Regions from separate parts of the Mus musculus genome. Here region 1 is linked to region 2. The links are chromatin contacts, called in public promoter capture Hi-C maps. All regions are on one chromosome and are shown on one strand. The core of a region is the stretch at or near the end of the contact, and the rest is flanking DNA. Distances in the headings are between cores, read along the strand shown.

Region 1 (4,842 bases), core at 809-3,308, 170 kb before region 2:
ATCATTCCTGTTTCACACCTCTACGGAGGGAAAGGGATGCTTACAGGGACTTCAGTGATGAAGAGGTGGAAAATAGCTCGGTGTCCTAGGAGGGCGATGGGTCCGAAGCCACTCCTAAGGCTATTGGGGGGGGGGGGAAGGTGGGGGCTGACCGTGCTGAGCATAGAACTCACCCCTGGGAGAGTCTTCTGTTCGTGCAGGGCACTCTGGGCCTTCAGGGCTGAATCGCGAGCACAGTACGTCAGGAAAGCACATCCTGAGGACACAGGCAGAGAGACAGTGTCAGGTGAGTCCTCATGTTCCCCTTCCTAAGGGGCTTCCCTGCCAGACCAAGGACCTGGAGGAGCGATTTTCCCCTTCTGGACATCTCTACCTGCTTGGCTGGGGAGGGAGGAGGCATTTATCCAGAGGTTTAAAAATTATACCCTATCTCTGGGTCAGAGACCTGGAGGTGAGAGACGTGGGAGAGCATTTGCTCTGTTGATGGAACTGGGGACAGAAAGAGCTGTGATCTCCAAACAAGTAGTAGTGTGCGCGCGCTCTTGCTCGCTCTCTTTTCCCTTTTCTCCCTCACCTCCCCGCCCCCGTCCCATCTTGACCATCATCACCCTCTCTTCCATTTTCCCTACTTCTCGAATCTCCTAGACTTCACAAGAGACAGGTGCGCAGAGTGCGCGGAGAAGGAAGCGACAGCCGGAAGTGCTTTTTCCCCAGAACCCAAAGATTTCAGGAAGTCTTGTGGCCCTGGGTCCCCGGAGCTTGGAGCTCTCCAAGTGCTGATCCAAGCCAGCTCTGCTTAGCAGCACAGCGCTTGGAGAGACCTCAGGAACCTCTTCCTAATAACTTTCTAAAACCAGTCTCTCTTGTCCATGCTCCTCTCCCCGGCTCCTTCATCTTAGTCCTGGGTTGCCCTGGTTTGACTGTGGCCACTCTTTCTAGGTTAAACACACCTGACCAGCCATCCCAACATTATCTGGGGCTTCTCACATTGTCAGTCTTGATCATCTCCTAAAACTTGTCCTTCTCATCCTTCTGTTCATCCCATGCCACCAACGCCCTCCTCCATCTCGTGCAGAGTTCCCCTTAGTTTTTCACCTTATGGTCCCTGTCTCTCAGCTGAGTTCTCACTTAGTTCCTTTATCCAGTCCTTCAGCCCCTGGACTCTGCTTCCAAATCAGCCCTTTCCAGCCACTCCATCCCCCCAGCCTCCTCCATCCTTCTTGCCTAGCAGGCCACTCAGTGCCTCCTCTCCAGCCTGGCCTGACCCCTCACCCTTGTGCAGCCCGGTGTACTTGTCCTTGATGACAGTCAGCTCGAAGATCCGACCAAACTGCTCGAAGATGGGCTTCAGGTCCTTTTCCTCCAGATGCCTCGGGATCTGCCCCACAAACAGCTTGATGGCATCTGGCTCCTTCATTGGGGCGGCCCAGGAGGAGGGGCCGGGGGTGGGGGAGCAGGGAGAGGACCAAAGACAAGGGAAGCTGCCCAACCAGGAGGCAGGTGGTAGGGCCCAGGGGCCCAGCAGGGCCAGCTTTTCCTTTGGCCCCCAACCACACTGCTGAGCAGAGGAGGGCTCTTCACACAAAGGAGGCCTGGGGAGTTGAGGGCTAGGGGTCAGGGGTCTAGGCAGACAGTGTCAGGCCACCAGGGGCATAGCCCAAGCAAAGGATCTCCCTCCCAGAGATCTGGCAAATATCCCAGGCTGAGGGTCAGGGTGACCAAACCCTGGGGCGTTTGGGTGGTAGCTGGAACGGTGGAGCTCAGAGGGCGGGAGCAAAGGCACAGATGCCAAAGGAGATGGGGTAAAGTCAGAAGAGGGCGATAGGAAAGAGGCTGAGGGGCTAGGGGACTGCTATGGTTGCCAGCAGCGTCATGAGGGGGTCCCTGCTCCTGATGTGGGGCAGGTGACTCTCTCGTTGGCTTCCTAGGGAAGACACCTCCCTGTGGCTGATCCTTCTGCTGGGTCCGAAGATCCCTGATGCCAAATGCTTGATCTCTGATGGCGGCAGGGCTTCGGGGGTCCCTTCTGCCCTGTCCCCTTCAGGTTCTCCCTAGACCCCCCCCTCCCACCCCCACCCTGTATGGTTCCCCGGCCTGGGCTGTTGCCGGCTACTCCCGACACTAGGGCTGCCTGCTTTCCCGGTCACCTGGGTCCCGGAGCTCTGCTCTCCGGCCGCGCTCTCCTCAACAAAAACCTCCCCCCCCTCCACACCCCCCCTCCCCACTCCCACCTCCTTTCCCCTGACATCAGTGATGTCAGTCTCAGGGGTGGAATACAAATTCTCTACCCTGGAGAGAGACGCACAACCCGGGCAAGAGCCACGCCCTCTTTCTATCTCTATCCTCCCTGACTCCCTTTCTGCCCCAGAAGAGCAGCTGGTCTTGATAACAACCCTTCCCCCATCTTACTCCCCAATCAGGAGTTGGGCAAGAGACGAAGATGGAGAATTTATAGAGGAGCCCTAGGGTGGGGTCCATTGTTCCGGGGGTTGGAGCTGTCCCCGGTGCTGGAAGAGGAAGAGCAGACCCGGGAGATGGAAGCTGGGAGGGGGGGGGGGGGCGGTGAGGAGAGGGCAGCCTGGCCTTTGGGGAGTCTGAGAGTGAGAACCCAAGGAAGGAAACAAGGAAAAGAAATGAGAAAGATCAGTCAGGCAGGTTGAAGGGCAGACAGGGAGGTGTAGATGAGGAAGGAAGCAGCCACAGGGTCTAGGAGGAAAACAGCAAAAGTGAGATGGAGAGTAAAAAAATTTGAACGGGTGTGGAAAAGGAGAGAGCTGGTGGGAGTGAGTGCAGAGAGAGTCTGCATACTTTTCCAGAAAAAGAAACAAGGGAAGCTATAGCAGTCTGGCATTTTCAGACACCCCCTTCCTTCTCTCTGGGGGTGTTGTGTGTATGAGTGCTTGGGCAGGGAGGCAGCGGCTGGTGGCAGCTCTCGTATTATCCTTGTAGACCAAGACTGCACACAGCGTCTAGCATGATGTCTTGCTTACACATAGTAGGTGCTTATCAAATGTAAAGAACCTGTGACAAGTAGAGAATCTTGATTCCTTCTGTGGGAACAGGCACAGATGCCAGGCTCCCCTTGAGGGCAAAGTACCCCATTTCTCCTTCCTTTGCTTCCTTTGGTTGGGTTCCTAGAGTAGATCTCAGAGTCAGATGAAAGGAGGCAAAAAAAAAAAAAAAAAAAAAATAGAAACTATTTTTCTCCAAAACAGTTATACTTCTAAACCTGGTTGTATGTTCCAGGTTGGCCCTCTGTGCTCCAGCCCCATACCTGCCCCATGTGTCTGTTGGCATCAGCTCTCTGTGATAGCAATCCTGGCTCACCATCCATCCATTCTCCACTGGCAGCTTCCATAGAACACCCTGCTTCCCCTTCTGCCCAGGGTGGAGCAGCTGTCTCTGAGACTCCCAGATGCATCCCAGAGGCCTCCATTCCTGAGTTATCACAGCAAGCAGGTTCCTCCTCTGAAACTGAAATAACACTGCCACATCCTAGGGATTGTCCCAAATGTGCTAGACCACCCTTTATGATATGGATCAAGAAACTAAGACACAGAGTGATTAAATAACTCGCCAAGATCACACAGCTAGAAACACCTTCGTAAGATTCCAGCCTGGGCAAGGTGGGGCCTGAGGTCAGGCACTGAATGCCCACACCCAGCCTTGCAGGAATGAACTGATGTGAACCTGGCCTTTCTTTACCTCTGTGCTCACTGAAACATTGAGGAAGACTTTGTGCTTCCTGCTACTGCCCTGTTCCCTACTGACTGCTTCTGACTCCTTTAATCTGGCTCTCTGTAGCCTGAAGCTAGATTCGGTGAGGTGTATATAAATATATATGTGAGTGAAGTGAATGTATGTGCAGAGCCTTGGTTACACTTCATCATGCAGATGCTCAGGCCCTCCCAGTAGGGTGCCCTAAAATGTGTTGGGAGGGTGAGGTCATAGGAGACTCCACACTGAGTGGCCTGGAGATGCCATGGGAGTGCCAGGGGACCAGGAAGTTGAAAGCTGTAATTCTCCACAGTAACTTTCCATTCACCTGCCCCACCCCCACTTCTCCATTCTTGCCTTCTAATCTGATCTTGACATTTATGGAGACGCTAAACAGATCACGCCCTGTGAATGTGGGAGACCCCGCTGACAGGCCCACTGATCTCATTACCCTGTGTCTTCTCAGCAGATCTGCCGCCCTGCTGCCCATTCAGGCTCGAGCCTAATCACATTAATCGAAATATTAAACATTCACAAAAATGAATTTCAATGAACCCCTCTTGTTCCTTTTCCCAGGCAGCAACTTGGAGAGAGCTAGAGTCAGCAAAGAATTTTCAATCCTTTGCTTAGTGTCCAGTCTATATTGGTACGGTCTGAGAGAGGGTAGAGGGTACTCCGGAGACTCTCCTAGCTGAGTGGCTATGGGTATGTCTCTGAAGTTCTGTCACTCTGAGGGGATGGCAGCTCTGTGAGGTAACGACTAAGGAGCTCTGTGACTCAGAAGCCCATCCTTGGGACCCTCTTTCTGGGGAAAGGAGGCTTCAGGCTGTAATTCCCCCAGGGGATTTTTCCAAAGCTCACTCTTTCCTATTACTCTTCAGCCAAAGCTAAGTTGCTATGTATTAAAAAAAATTACTGACTTTAAGGTGCTGGAGAGATGGCTCAGCAGTTAAGACCACTGGCTGCTCTTTCAGAGGACCCAGGTTCAATTCCCAGCACCTATATCACAACTAACAATCACATGTAACTCCAGTTCCAGGAGACCTTAGGCCCTTTCCTGGCCTCCACAGCAATACACATACATGATACCCAAATATACATGCAGGAAGACACCTATACATATAA
Region 2 (4,904 bases), core at 780-3,279:
TAAAGGGCAATCATGTAAGAATCATGAAGTTGGTGTGTTGAAATGCTCAATTCCCATAAAGAGCCTTCAGCACAGTAACAGCATTGGTTTTTACAAAGTTTCACCAAGTGCAAAGGATGAGTTAAAATAGTGAGAAAAAAGCAAAAGTAGCAAAGACTGATAAAAATCTGGGCTAGCTATAGCCCAGAGCCGAACTAGGTACAGAGGAACAAGAAGAGAAGGTTCAAGTGACACTCAGTGCTAGAACCCAGGGAAATGGGAGTTACTAACCCCAGGAAAGAGGAAGCAGAGGAGTCTTGGATGATTCCAGACTTGTGGTTTGGATGGCAAGGTTAGAAGTAAAAGATGCTTGCTAGTGTGAACGTGCAGATGGCAGAGAATGGGAGTGAAGCTACTAATTTCAGTTGGAGCCATGCCGAGCTACCTTCTGGACACCACAGTGTTGTGGGAAATAAAAGAAACTCAACTTTCAGTTCAAAGAGGCGAGGTCTAAGCGCTACTTGTGGTGAATGCACTTGTAAATTCATAGCACAGGCTATGAATAAAGGACAAGTTGTAGGGATAATCATTACCCTTTGTTCTCAGCAGGGGAAAGGTCATGCTTGATCTTTAGTTATACATTTATGGAAGTTGGACTTGTACTTGTAAAATAAGTTATGACTTTTTCTGCCTCCTTTTAAGATACGTTACTAAATCAAAAGCAGCATGATGAAAAAAAAAAAAAGGCCTGCAAATACTAATGCTGTAATGTTCTCAGCTCAGCACAGACTGCCAGGCTCCAACATGTAATTAAACTAATTCATATTTGTTGTTGTAAGACTAGCACGAATCATTTTCTTTTCTAATCGGCAAGATGGTACCTGGCTGATGTCAATACATCAACATTCATCATTATTTTAAAATTGTGTGTGTGTGTCTATCACCCAGGGCCTCCAGCCCTCTTATTGTCTAGCAGGAAGCTGCAATAGCTTGAGAGAGATGCCACTCCCCTAATAATCAAAGTTCTTTTTCATTTCTCAATACAGAGCTGTTCCCTGTCAGCTGTCGTTCTTTATTACAACACATTGTATACAAACATTTGATTTGGCAAACTGATCCCATTCTCCCAAATTAAACCCGTAAATTTCTTGGGCGGAACGTTTTTTCCCCTTAGCTAACTATAATACGACCTATCGTCAGTGGCCAATCACACCTGACATATATGATAGTCTTTAAACTAACAGGCTCCCATTAGACAGTTTGGGCTAACTCTATCGAGCCAGTCCAAGAGCAATTTCTTTGATAGAGACAGTTCTTACTGTCGATATACATTTTCAGTACACACGGACACACACGCGGGCGTGAGTTGGAGCTCAACAAGTATTGACTACATCAATAGAACAAAGGCAGGGATAAAAATATGGACAGGCAACATTTAAGATTTACATTCCAGGTATGCTAAATGCTTCCCTTGCATTATCTCATTTAGTCTCATAACATCCTCTAAGATGATGAAAACGGGCTAGAGAGGGAGTAATTATCTGACAATCAGAAGTCTACTTCTTCCTGAATTGGTTATAACGAATCAGAGTCTATCAGGATTAGATCCCTGCTAAGGATAAATGGTCTTCTCCAGGGGTCAATAATGGCTCTTTCACAGTTTTCTGGGTGACCTTGCTTATCCTTTCTTATTATCTCAGTCTTAGTAGTGGCGATCCCATCCCTGCAGACCTAGTTCAACCTTGAGTCACTTTCCCTTCCGGCTCCTCCCGATTCGAATCTCAGGGCAGAAGAGCCCAAGAGCCCCGTCACAGCCAGGGGCAGGTGTTAGCTTAGTCTCGGTCGTGCTGTCTCCCCTTCTCGCCCCACGAAAGCAAGCGTCCCGGGACTCACCCTAGCTGCTCCTGGCCGCCTCGCAGGCGTGGCCCCAAGAGTGCGCAGGCGCATAGCGCAGTTTCTCAGCATTGCTCAAGCCGAGGGCAGGACGCTGCTCTCTGCTCTGTTCCAGAAAGAGCCACACTATCCACACGCCGACTCTGGGCTATTAACTGTGGAGGCGGGCGGGTGGAGGGCGGAGCCGCGCGCCGCCCACAGTGCTGGCGCCTCTCCGAATCCGGGCGGACCGAATCCTCTACACCCGCTTTTGGTTCCGGGAGATTTTGCGTCCGGCTCTCAGCCACGGTTACTGCACTGGCGCAGCGAGACAGCCTAGTTTAGTTCCTTGTTCACAGGCAGTTTAACGCTCCAGCCAGCGAAAGACTCATCATCTCGGCCGAACAGGAGCACACACAAGGAGTGGATAACCACTAGGTGCGGGTTGATGGTGTTGGTCTTCTGGGTGTAGAACACGTGCACATACATTTAAAACTCTGTCAGTCTCTACTATTTAACAGGTACACTCTTCAGGTGCCCCTTCTCTCCGCACGCGCGCATATGTGTCTGTGTACTGAAAATGTATATCAACTTTTACTCTAGTAAGAACCGTCTCTATCAAAGAAATTGCTCTTGGTCTGGCTCGATAGAGTTAGCCCAAACTGTCTAATGGGAGCCTGTTAGTTTAAAGACTATCCGTTGATTCACTGATTTGTTCTTTCTGTGCTGGGAACAGAAGAATCTCAGTGTCCCACAAAGGAATACAGAAGCAAAGCAATTATTTTTGTCAAAGGGTGCACCAAGATCCAACTACAGTTAGCAAGCACACAGGGGACAGGTGGTGACTGCCCCACGCTCCCCTGACCCCAATTGCCCGGCGTTTGTTGTGATTGACTAGTTTTAAAATGATAATTACAAAGGAAATGAAAAACTAATAGAAGGAGTTGTGGATAGTCTAATATTTGGATAGTGGTGTCATAAAGCATTTAATTCTAGCACTTAGGGGCAGAGGTGGGTGGTTCAAACCAGCTAAGACAACATAATGATACCTTATCTCAAAAACCTAACCAAACCAAACAACAAAAAGCAAAACAAAAACAAAGAAAGGAAGAGAAATCTGCATTGAGTTGGAGATATGGTTCGTAAGTTTAAAAGCAATGGTTAGAATCTGAGCGCCCACATGGCAGCTCACAGCTGTTTGCAATTCCAGTTCCAGGGGATTGGATACCCTCTCTTTCTTTTGGTTTCTGTGGGCACCAGGCATGCATGTGGTGCACAGACAAAACACCCATATAAATAAAGTCAAATAACAATAATAATAGTTGTTCTCTACTCTGTTTCACAGTGAGTCTTATATGCCTTCAAGTTCTTCTGTCTTTTACCTAAGACACCCTTTTTTTGTTTGTTTTTTGTTTTTTGTGTTTTGTTTTTCGAGGCAGGGTTTTTCTATGTAGCTCTGGCTGTCCTGAAACTCACTCTGTAGACCAGACTGGCCTCGAACTCAGAAATTCAACTGCCTCTGCCTCCCAAGTGCTGGGATTAAAGGCGTGTGCCACCACGCCTGGCCAAGACACCCATTTTTATCTGAAAGCTTTCTCTTTTGTTGGAGGCTAGAGCTAGAGGTGCCTGACATGAAGGAATAGAGTTGGTTACATACCACAATTCTAGACAACAGCGAGAGTACAATAGGAAAGGGATTAGGGACTTTATTTTTGAGTTTCTAAGGTCAGAAAGACAGTGGTCTAATGACATCCTGAGAACTGCCTCCAGGGGCTAGGGATAGCTGCAAGATTGTACAGGGTAAGAACCAAATTGTGGTTGGGGTAGGTATGTAAGTTGTTAGCCCAGAAACTTGTAGCAATTTTAGGATCTGGTCGGGTGGCTCCTTGTCTTAGATTTCATCTTTCAAGGTCCCGATTGCAATTGGGAAATCATTAGCTCTGTGAGTTAATTCCAGTTCCCATTATAGGGTGCAAGCCTTCAGGGCTCACTGTTTCTGGAATTTGAGATATCCTAGGAAGTAGAAATAACAGAGAGAATGAATAAGTTAGAGGAACAAAATGGAGATCGGGCAGTGATTTGAGAAGCAGATGGAAGAAGATGGAAGCTGTTGATGTGTATGGCAGGTTTACTTAAAATCTTCGAAGTCAGACAGGAGGATCAGGAGTCCAATGTCATTCTCAGCCACTGTTGAATTTGAGGCCATTCTGAGATACATGAGACTGTGTGCATGTGTGTGTTTATCATCCTTTTATCATCATTAGTATCATACTAATACTTGTAGCACAAAGTCTTCCAACTTACTCTCTTCAGACCCAATAATCAAAAAATTTTATATCTGCATATGTATATCTTGCCACCAAGCCTGATGACCTGAGTCCAATTCCCATGATCTACATGGTAAAATAAGAGAAGGGACTCCTTCAATTTGTTGTCTGACCTCCAAACATATTCTGAACATGTATGCAGTAATGTGTGCATACACACACTATCAAGTAAATAAGTAAACAAATGTAATAAAGAATTATGAAAAGAAAACTTATTGCAACAACGTGGGTAAACTTGCACATGTTAAATGAAATAGGCGCCGATAGACTAATGTCATATGACCATACTTATAAGTATAATTAAAAAAAATAGAACCTGTACAAGCAGACAGTAAGATGGTTGTCAGATTCAGTGAGGAAGGGTTGGGGACTGGGGAGATGTTGGTTAAAGAAAACAAAATTTCAGTTAAGAAAGCTTAATAGGGCTATTATATAGCATCATGGCAACTGTAATTAATATAAGTGTATTTTATGCTCGACAGGCACTGATAGAGTGTCATCACTACAGAAAGTCATAGGTATCTGAGGTATTGCATATGTTAGTCAGTGTGTTCTAGCCATTCCAATGTGAACATGTTTTAGACAAAATGTTGTGTTGACTACATAATTTTGTTTGTAAATGAAAAGTAATTTGACATTGTTTTGTGTATCTTGTCTGTCTGTGTGGTAACCAAGGCATTCTTTTAGGTGAGTGGCTAACCTGAGTTACTGATACTGCCACTTTGC

The links. Capture Hi-C pulls out chosen DNA fragments and counts their contacts.
Region 1: a promoter capture Hi-C map of pancreatic islet shows a contact between it and region 2. The contact joins the promoter of Celf3 here to the promoter of Them4 in region 2. A contact is called at or near these places in 5 of 39 promoter capture datasets (cranial neural crest, embryonic stem cells, liver and 2 more), 2 of 484 Hi-C or Micro-C datasets (embryonic stem cells and nephron progenitors), 1 of 115 datasets of contacts at active chromatin or transcription factors (pancreatic cancer cells) and 2 of 9 other capture datasets (liver and pancreatic islet).

What each region holds. Positions count from the first base shown.
Region 1 is chr3:94,475,682-94,480,523 of GRCm38.p6, reverse strand. Celf3 (CUGBP, Elav-like family member 3) reads right to left here and starts at 2,058. Exons shown (of 13, transcript NM_001357784.1): 1 at 1,273-2,058; 2 at 174-256. The coding sequence starts at 1,417. It also overlaps a transcript of Riiad1 not described here.
Region 2 is chr3:94,307,257-94,312,160 of GRCm38.p6, reverse strand. It overlaps Them4 (thioesterase superfamily member 4), which reads right to left and starts at 2,029. Exons shown (of 6, transcript NM_029431.1): 1 at 1,873-2,029. The coding sequence starts at 1,944. Gm36010 (a long non-coding RNA gene) reads left to right here and starts at 2,108. Exons shown (of 4, transcript XR_867460.2): 1 at 2,108-2,289.